3 separate regions of the Mus musculus genome follow, and all the other regions are linked to region 3. The links are chromatin contacts, called in public HiChIP or PLAC-seq and promoter capture Hi-C maps. All regions are on one chromosome and are shown on one strand. The core of a region is the stretch at or near the end of the contact, and the rest is flanking DNA. Distances in the headings are between cores, read along the strand shown.

Region 1 (2,887 bases), core at 22-2,521, 42 kb after region 3:
GTTTACTGCTTTCCCCATGCTACCTGTATTCACCTTGCCTGCTCTGGGATGATGATCTCCCATCATCCAGGGATCAGCTCAACTGCTTCTTTTCTCCCTCACCAGCAGAATGAATCTCTCCCTTACTACTCTCTGTATATCTCGATCTGTTGAGGAGCCCTACCTTCCAATCATAACATGGCCCTTGCTGTATTAAAATCTGAACAGCTGGGATTACTGCCATGACACTGTCAGGAGCTAATGTTCCCTTGCTGAGCGGAAGGAGGGCTCCTGTGGCTGTACAGGAGAGGCTCCCAAGGCCCTGCTTTCTGTCTCCAGGGTATATATAACTAGTTAAACATTGCCAGGAACTGGGCTTTTTCACCCACCTTCCTGTAGGTAACTCAAACTGATTTCATTTGATTCACCAAGCTTGAATTTAGTGGTATCCGTTTTCTGTTCTGTTATTGGTGTCCTACTTGAAATAAATACATATTTATCTCCACCCAGGAAACGTTAACATGCTACCATCACAGCCCTTGCCATGCTCTCTGTGTGAAAGCATGGCTGTCTGCCCCTCTAGTTCATGAGGTCACTAAGAGCCCCGGATCTGCGTCTTGTCCATCTTTCAGCACTTTGTAGCTCACTGCCTGGCCCATGGCTGATGCTCGGTTAGTACATGTGACCGTTTTGTTTTATCAGTGCCCTAGAAGAATTCTCAGGGGATGACTGACCAGGGAGCCTCACTTTTGTAACAGGTTGGTCAACAAAATTTTAAATGAGGTGTAGGATCTCCTCAGACATTAAAATCTAACTGTGCTAATGAGCAACTGGGTTTCTGTACAGGGAACCTATCTCTTAGGAGACCCTGGGTTTTTCCCTTTCTGTATGTACAAGGAAGTGAAACTGGGTACGTGATTTTTTTTTTTTTTTTTTTACTTTTCTTTTTTAAGTTTTGTTAATCTTGGCATACATAGTAATTGGGCTTCATCACCCCACAGTATACTTTAGGTATTTAAAAAATGATTCATAGGTCCTGACTCATAATATTCCAAGTCTCCTTTCTCTGTGTGTTGGTTTAGCTTTGCTATCTCGACACAAGCAAGAGTCATCCGAGAAGAGGGGCCCTCAGTTGAGAACTGTTCCTATCAAGATGGCTTGTAAGAAAGCCTGTGGAGCATTTTCTTGATTAATAATTGATCTAGAAGGGCTTGGCCCATTGTGGGTGGGGCCACCCCAGGGGAAGTGGCCTTGGGGTGTATGAGAAAGCAAGCTGAATGGGCCATGTGGGAAGCAAGTCACTAAGCAGCGTTCCTCCATGGTCCTGCTTCAGTTTCTGTCTTGACTTCTCCATGATGGGCTATAAGCTGTAAGATGAATCAAACCAAACATATTAGTAGGGAAGTACTTAATTTAGGCTAAAACAGTGTGGGTATGATAATAAATCTGCCCAGGGTGTGTACAGGTCAATAAGTTATCGAAATGCAGGGCCAAACGGAGGCAGGTGTGCATTTTGAGTTATAGTAGGAGAGATAGGATTAACATCGACTGGGTCACTGTGTCCTGTAATAGTAAGAAATAGAGAAGTTCCCAAATTTTTACAGATGTAAACTTTGCCTTTATTTCTCTAAGAAGCTTTTACTGTGTACTATCCCATCTAGTGGTACAGACTTCTAGTAGTGGGAGGGGTTCACAAAAAGGAAGAAGGAGGAAAATAAGATCCAAGATGACCAATTATGGGAAAGACTAAAAGATTTGCTACAAGATGCCGTTTTCTCCTTTTCAAGATTCATTTTCAAACTGGGACCTTTCAGCTTTCTTTACTCGTTGTCAGGGCCAAATTAATGAAGTGGACAGATCTCTGGTGCAATCTCATGTAGGAAATGACATGTGGCTGCATGCTCTAAAGGGTTCAGATGATGTTCAGGTGTTCACTATTTCACTGACAGTAAATCTATGGAACATTTGTACATTTGGATTTTTTTTTTCTACTGAAGAATGCAATGTATGCCATGACTCTCTTTAAAAGTAAGGGGAAGGTCAGGGGGAATTCTATTTTATTGTTTTGGGGTTTGCTTTGTTTTTTCAGACAGGGTTTCTCTGTGTAGCCCCAGCTGTTCTGGAACTCTGTATGCCACACTGGACTCCAAATCACAGAGGTCCACCTGTCTCTGTCTCCCAAGTGCTAGGATCAAGGGTGTGTACCACCAGCACATGGCTAGTGAGAACATTTTTTTAAGGTCAAAACTATCCTTGAACTCCAGGGCTTACATAGTTCTGTCTCAGTTTCCCAACTAGTCAGGACTGTTAGAGATGGCTCCCTGCTCCTAGTAACTCCGTGGTGATCACAGACATCCAGGCAGGTTAAAATTAGTTGATAAGCACTGAATAGGTTGTTTGTCACAGTTGGGTATGCCTTGAGAGCTTGTATTTTGATTTTTCCGGAAAGTTGTTATGTCTTGCCAAGGTGCATTTTTCTCCTATCAACAATGGTGTTAAATCAAAATAGTATTATTCATATTGACATCCTCTCCGTTCCCTCAGACCCTTCTGTTCATTTCCCCGTGTTCCTGTCTTGCTTTTGAGTCATTTAAAAGTTATTAGCACAAAGTGAATACCAAGTCAGGAAGAATTGAATCCAAATCAGTTCTTGCCTGAGAGCCAGTGGGTTGAGTTAAGGTATAATTACTGGCTACAGTGAAGTTTTGGGGTAGAGAGTTCATTGGCATTCTGCTTACTCCTGTGGAGAGAATATGGGCTATTTGCATAATATCTGAGTTGGCAGTAAAGAAAGCATTTGTAAAGCAAGCTAAGCCTCTCATAGAGCATGTTGTCTCATTAGAATAAAATCTTTTTTACTTTTTCAGACTAGTTCTCAAAACAAATAGCAAGTAGACTTGGAAAGAGG
Region 2 (2,768 bases), core at 245-2,744, 38 kb before region 3:
GGACAGCTACAGTGTACTTACATATAATAAATAAATAAATTGAAAAAAATTAAATTACATTAAAATTTTAAGATTGCATAATAATCCTACTCTGTAAGAATCAATATTTATGCCGGGCGTGGTGGCACACGCCTTTAATCCCAGCACTCAAGAGGCAGAGGCAGGTGGATTTCTGAGTTCGAGACCAGCGTGGTCTACAAAGTGAGTTCCAGGACAGCCAGGGCTATACAGAGAAACCCTGTCTTGAAAAAAACAAAAACAAAACAAAACAAAAAAAAAGAGAGAGAGAAAAAGAAAAAGAAAAAAAGAAATAATATTTATTATTCTAATTACATAGTAAACAGTAAGTAGTGACAGTAAGGAATGAGCACAAATGTCATCTGACCAAATAATTTAAATAACCTCACCAATAAGGAACAGACAACTTGTCTTTCAGTTTGGAAACCTGAGACAGACCTAACATCATTTGTTTAATACATTAAGTAGCCACGTATGATGGTGCATGCCTGTAATCCCAACACCTGAGAAGTTGAGACAGGAGGATCACAAGTTTGAGTCTGTGTCTCAAGAAATCCCATAATATAAAATGCTGGAATGTAGCCAATGGCAGAGCACATGAATACTGTCAACTCACCTAAATCTAATTATCATGAGATGTTAAAAAAAAAAAGATCTGAAGCAAAGAACATTCTATTGGAAAAGAAGAGGGGGTGGGAAGTGTATTAATCAAAAATGTAAATGTCATAAAAGACAAAATCTGCAGAAATAAGTGCAGATTAAAGAAGATTAAAGCAACATAACAATTACAGGCCTCCCTCATCCTAGACTGGATCCTGTAAAGGATGAGTTAGGGAATGATATTAAAGACACTGATTGAGCAACTTGACAATTTGGGATATGGAGATTCGATTGGATTAAATCATTATATCAACGTTTAGTTGAAGTTGATCGTTACTGTGGTTTTGTATAAGAACATCCTTCTTGAAAAATATTCAGTAAGGCATTGAGGGCTCATAAATAATAGAAAATGAAGTGGTTCAGAAAAATATGGATATCTATAAAGGCTGAGAAAGAACACACAGGGATGGATGAGTTGTGATAACAACATGTGGGTCTTGTCAAAGGATGTATGGTGCATTCTGTAATATTCTTGAAGTTTCTGGGTTCATTTGACTTTGTGAGTGACAAGGTCTCACAAGTTAGCCCAGGTTGGCTCTGACCCCTTAGATTCTCGTTTTGTTTCTCTAAGAGTGCTACCTCCACCCCTCTGTCCTTAAGTCCAGTGTTTTGCAGTTCTATAAGGAATTCCCTGAAATAATTTTGTAGAGCAGGGGTCAATGTGGAAGTTAGGAAAAAATATTACAAAAGGGCCAAAGCTTGTTCGAGAGATTCTGAAAGGAGAACCTACAAGCCGGAGTTTAGGTCTAACTCTGTGATCACAGACTGTATCTGGAGAGCCTCGCTGCAAAGGAGCTTGATGCCAACACTCAACTTCTGCCATCACTAAGTCAAGTAGAAACATGTTGTCCAGTATTTCACAAAAACCCCAGGACACCAACCAAGTAGGCAAAAGCGAAAAATCATTATACAAGTTTTGACAGGGAAAAAGAAAGCATTGCTGCTCGTTTCCTTGGTTACACTGAATGAATCTTAGGTTGATAAATAAAATGGCCCCCATTCTCAGCCAGCCTCTCAGGGACAGGGGTTACAATGAAGAAGCTGATTGTTCCGATCCTGGAAGAAAATGAATGGCTGCTTATGAATTCCCACAGAAGTATCCTCAAAACAGATGTACAAGTACTGCTGCAAGCACAGTTTGATTTATTTATTTGGAGTTTCAGGCTTTATTTACAAAATCTATGCAATGTTTGCTTTCTGTTCCATAGTATAACCAGGTTTTGGTGGGATTTTGTTGGTTTGTATTTGTGATGCTGAAGATTAAACCCAGAGCATGACTTGTATTATAGACACGTATTCTATCATTGAGCTACACCCCCCAACTTCCAAGTTTATTATAAAAATACTATTTAAAATTAATTGCTGTCAAAAAACCCAAAATGACAAAAAAAAATTAATTGCTGTCTCTAATAAAACCAACAGTACTGAAGGATGTCTCTCCCTCCTATACTGTCCAGCCCTATGCTGGAGTCATTTATTTTAATTGGTAAAGCATGCTTTATTTAAAATCATGTTCATGATATCAACCAGATTAATGGATTTATATTTTATGGGTACACCGTATCTAAGAGGGATTCCCAAAAGAGAAACCACAAATGAATTGAAGGGCCCTTTAGCAAGTGGAAAGCAAACACTCATAGTCAATAAGAGTCTTGGAGTACTCCTTCTAAAAGTCTTTTCCTTCTATGTTTATTCATTTGTCTTATGCCACGGACCAAGTTCAGTCAGTCCCCCTCAATCCATGGGAATCAAGGTCTGGGACAGATGGGCATAGAATCGGTGAGAATTGACAGACAGACACAGACAGGAGAGAGTGTGTTGGATCTGAATGTAATTTCACAAAGCAAACACCAGTCTTATATAATACAGAAAACAAAGGGGTAGGATGTCACAGCAGGCAAAGCACATTGAAGTTACCTGACACAAAACAAAGGAATAACTTCAAAAGGACTTACAGGAACCAGGTAATGTTTACAGTAAAGATAGAACAGCCCTGCTTAGGGTCAGCTAATGACAGGTAAGGATTTCACACCCTAGTCTCAATTTGTGCTACTCCTTTGAACCTTGTGAAAGCTAGCACCAGGGGTTCT
Region 3 (2,700 bases), core at 117-2,616:
GTGCTGATCCACCTGCAGGTAACAGTTTCCACCCCGACCCCCAACACACACACACACACACACACACACACACACACACACACACAGAGTGAGGTCAACATGCAGGATAATGCCTGTCCCTTAGAGCCCTTCCATGTCCCAGGTCCTGGAGGAACCCTCCATCTGTGCCTTATCAGGATCAATGAGAAGGTGGCCAAATGGGCTTGCTGCTAGGAGACTTGGTCTTTTCTGGGTTCCTGGAGTCCATTCCCATGCTCTTGTTTCCATAACAAAGTCCTTGTGTAGGTGTGTGACTGTGTGCTCTTTGAAGGCCTGAGAAGTGTGGAAAGTGCCATTTGGGCACCGGTAGAAATCCTCAAAAAGGATTAGACCCCTGGTGATGGGCCATTTCAAACTTAAAACAAAACAAAAAAAAATGAAGTGGGGCCTTTCATTTCAGAATTAAGGCCTTGTTTGTGTCTAAGCATGCATGCTTTACACCTAGTCAGATGTTCTGGGGAAATTAAGGAAAGGGTGAGATGGTTGCAGAGCACAGGTAAAAGCTAGAGGATTGATAGGTCCTCCAAAAGCCTTCCCAGTGAGCACTAGGGCCACTCCTTCTGGAATCACTGCAGAACCACACAATTCATCAAAGGCTCTGGGGTCTCTCACCACCCAGCTATCCCTGCCTGGGTAAGACTCACTTCTAGAAGCCTGTCCCCTGGTTGCCCTATGAAGTGGATGCCTGGGTGGGGAAATGAAGGGGGTTGGGTACAGACCCAGACAAGTCTTTCCTGCAGCAAACCCGCTCTTCCTTCCTTTGACATAGGGCAGACCCAACCAGGCTGAGTACACAATAGGAGCATGCTGCTTCCATGTTGTTTCCCAGCCTCTAGCCGCCTGGGACCCAGGGGCTTGCAGGTTGGGGGCAAGTGAGATTTTTCCCACCGCCTCACTGCTCCTGAAGTCTTAAGGGAGGCAGAGGTCTCTGGAGGCCCCAGCACACCCTAGTCTTGGAGACATTTCATCACCCACCTCTGACCCCCTCCCGCGCCATACACTCGGAAAAAGAAGCAGCCTCATCTCGCCTCCCGGATGCGGCTGCACCAGCAACATCAGCTGCGGGCGGAGCCCGGGTGCTTGCCACTTCCCCCTCTTCCCGCGTGACCCTCGCCCCCACCTCCAGCACTCCCTCCCCCTCCAGGAGACACACCCTCCTTCTTAGGCCACTCAGGTCGGGGCCCTTGGTGAGAGGGAGCAGCCGCCGCCGCCCGGCAGGACCCAGAGCCTGCAAAAGCTAGAGCAAAAAGGAGGGAAAGAGGGAGGAGCGGCGCGCGGGAGGAGGAGCCGCGGGAGCTGGGCGCGGGGCGGCGAGCTGAGATGTGGCCGGCCCGTCGGCGTGTAAACACAGGCAGCAGCAGCAGCAGCGGCCGCCCGGGCCCGGGGCACTGAGCGCTCCCGCCGAGACCTGCCCGCCACCTCTGCCATGGCCGAAGTGCGCAAATTCACCAAGCGGCTGAGCAAGCCAGGCACGGCAGCCGAGCTCCGCCAGAGCGTGTCGGAGGCCGTGCGGGGCTCCGTGGTGCTGGTGAGTGGTCGAGCGACGGGGAGTCCCGGGGGGGGGGGGGTTCGCTCACACCGGGAGCAGCGCGGTGGCTTCCCGCGCGCGCGCTGGAGACCACGGGCAGGATGGGCGCAGCTGCGGTCGAGCGCTAGGAGCTCTCTTTTTCCTCTGTTCTACTTAAGTTTTCGCTCTGGCAACCGGCTGCCTGGGGGTGGGAGTCTCAGGCGCCACGGGACAGCGCTCTGGCTACCCCACCAGCTTGCGCTGGGCTGGAAGCTGAATGGCACAGCGGGTTTCACAGAGCTGCGGCCGGAGAGTGGGTCTCCACCCCAGCGGGGGCGGCTGAAAGCTTCAGATCGCACCTCCCGCTCCCCCGGACCCCCGCACAAAGAGCTGGAGATTAGGGCACGAGGAGATCCGGATCCCTTTAAGAGGGCACCTGGGGCAGCCTAGGCGGAAGGATGCGATGAGCACAGATATACTTGAGTGCGGATACACATCGGGTACACGCGCGCACACACACACACTCACTTACACACACAAAAAACCCCACCCAAAAGCCCAGGGCGCCCAAGCTCTGGCGGGCGATGTGGACAGAGGAAGCATAGCGACTTCCTCCTGCTACTGGGGAGAGGGAGGGTGGTGATGGGTGTTGAGGGGTACTGCCAACTAAGACAGAGGGAGAGGATTGGAAACAACGGGGGTGGGTCTGCGCCTGAGTGGGTTTTGAGTCTGTATCCTCTGGGAGAGGATGGTTCTTAAGACTTGTGAGCGATTGGAGGCAAGAGGATGTGGGAAGGACTGGATGTTGCTGTGTAAGGATGAAGACCCTAGAACCAGACGCCTACGTAGACTATTGGGGATGTCTTGGCGGCGGGTAGAGCTGGGGGATGGGGATTGGAGAGTGTTCTGACACCCCCCTCGGGGAACCACCCCTCCCCCGCACGCCAGCGCACCCTCATCAGTCCTGTTCAGATGGTCTAAATCTGGAGGGAAGCCTTGGATGGTAAGGGGCACTTGCTCCTTTGCTTTTAAAGGCTCCCATTGCCAATTTTTTGGACTAGGGACCAAACCTTAAATAAGCAGTGGGACTAAATCATTAGCGTGCTTTTTTGTTACTTTGTTTTGCAGGAGATTTGCTGGCTTTTGTCTCTTTC

What was found. Promoter capture Hi-C pulls out the DNA fragments that hold promoters and counts their contacts. HiChIP or PLAC-seq counts read pairs in DNA pulled down with a chosen protein or histone mark.
Region 1: a contact with region 3 is called in an H3K27ac HiChIP or PLAC-seq map of embryonic fibroblasts, with 13 read pairs. The contact joins the enhancer-like site here to the promoter of Dock11 in region 3. A contact is called at or near these places in 10 of 39 promoter capture datasets (the C10 cell line, the HPC-7 cell line, frontonasal cranial neural crest and 7 more), 42 of 484 Hi-C or Micro-C datasets (B cells, the C10 cell line, CD4 T cells and 30 more), 11 of 115 datasets of contacts at active chromatin or transcription factors (the 230-238 cell line, CD8 T cells, the HPC-7 cell line and 8 more) and 3 of 9 other capture datasets (adipose tissue, liver and pancreatic islet).
Region 2: a contact with region 3 is called in a promoter capture Hi-C map of 3T3-L1-derived adipocytes, with 2.3 times the contacts expected there. The contact joins the enhancer-like site here to the promoter of Dock11 in region 3. A contact is called at or near these places in 5 of 39 promoter capture datasets (the 3T3-L1 cell line, 3T3-L1-derived adipocytes, embryonic stem cells and 2 more), 6 of 484 Hi-C or Micro-C datasets (the HL-1 cell line, cerebral cortex, embryonic fibroblasts and 3 more) and 1 of 9 other capture datasets (liver).

What each region holds. Positions count from the first base shown.
Region 1 is chrX:35,929,985-35,932,871 of GRCm38.p6, forward strand. The region is part of intron 1 of Dock11 (dedicator of cytokinesis 11); the gene reads left to right. Among named protein-coding and RNA genes, the nearest start is that of Dock11, 43 kb to the left of the region's middle. Within about 2 kb of position 1,272, at least 69 of the 459 cell types and tissues checked have an H3K27ac peak or open chromatin away from gene starts, as enhancers often do. A contact at or near this core is called in B cells, CD8 T cells, the HL-1 cell line and 14 more, where this site is marked.
Region 2 is chrX:35,849,012-35,851,779 of GRCm38.p6, forward strand. No RefSeq gene overlaps it. Among named protein-coding and RNA genes, the nearest start is that of Dock11, 38 kb to the right of the region's middle. Within about 2 kb of position 1,495, at least 3 of the 459 cell types and tissues checked have an H3K27ac peak or open chromatin away from gene starts, as enhancers often do. A contact at or near this core is called in 3T3-L1-derived adipocytes, where this site is marked.
Region 3 is chrX:35,887,466-35,890,165 of GRCm38.p6, forward strand. It overlaps Dock11 (dedicator of cytokinesis 11), which reads left to right and starts at 1,367. Exons shown (of 53, transcript NM_001009947.3): 1 at 1,367-1,567. The coding sequence starts at 1,466.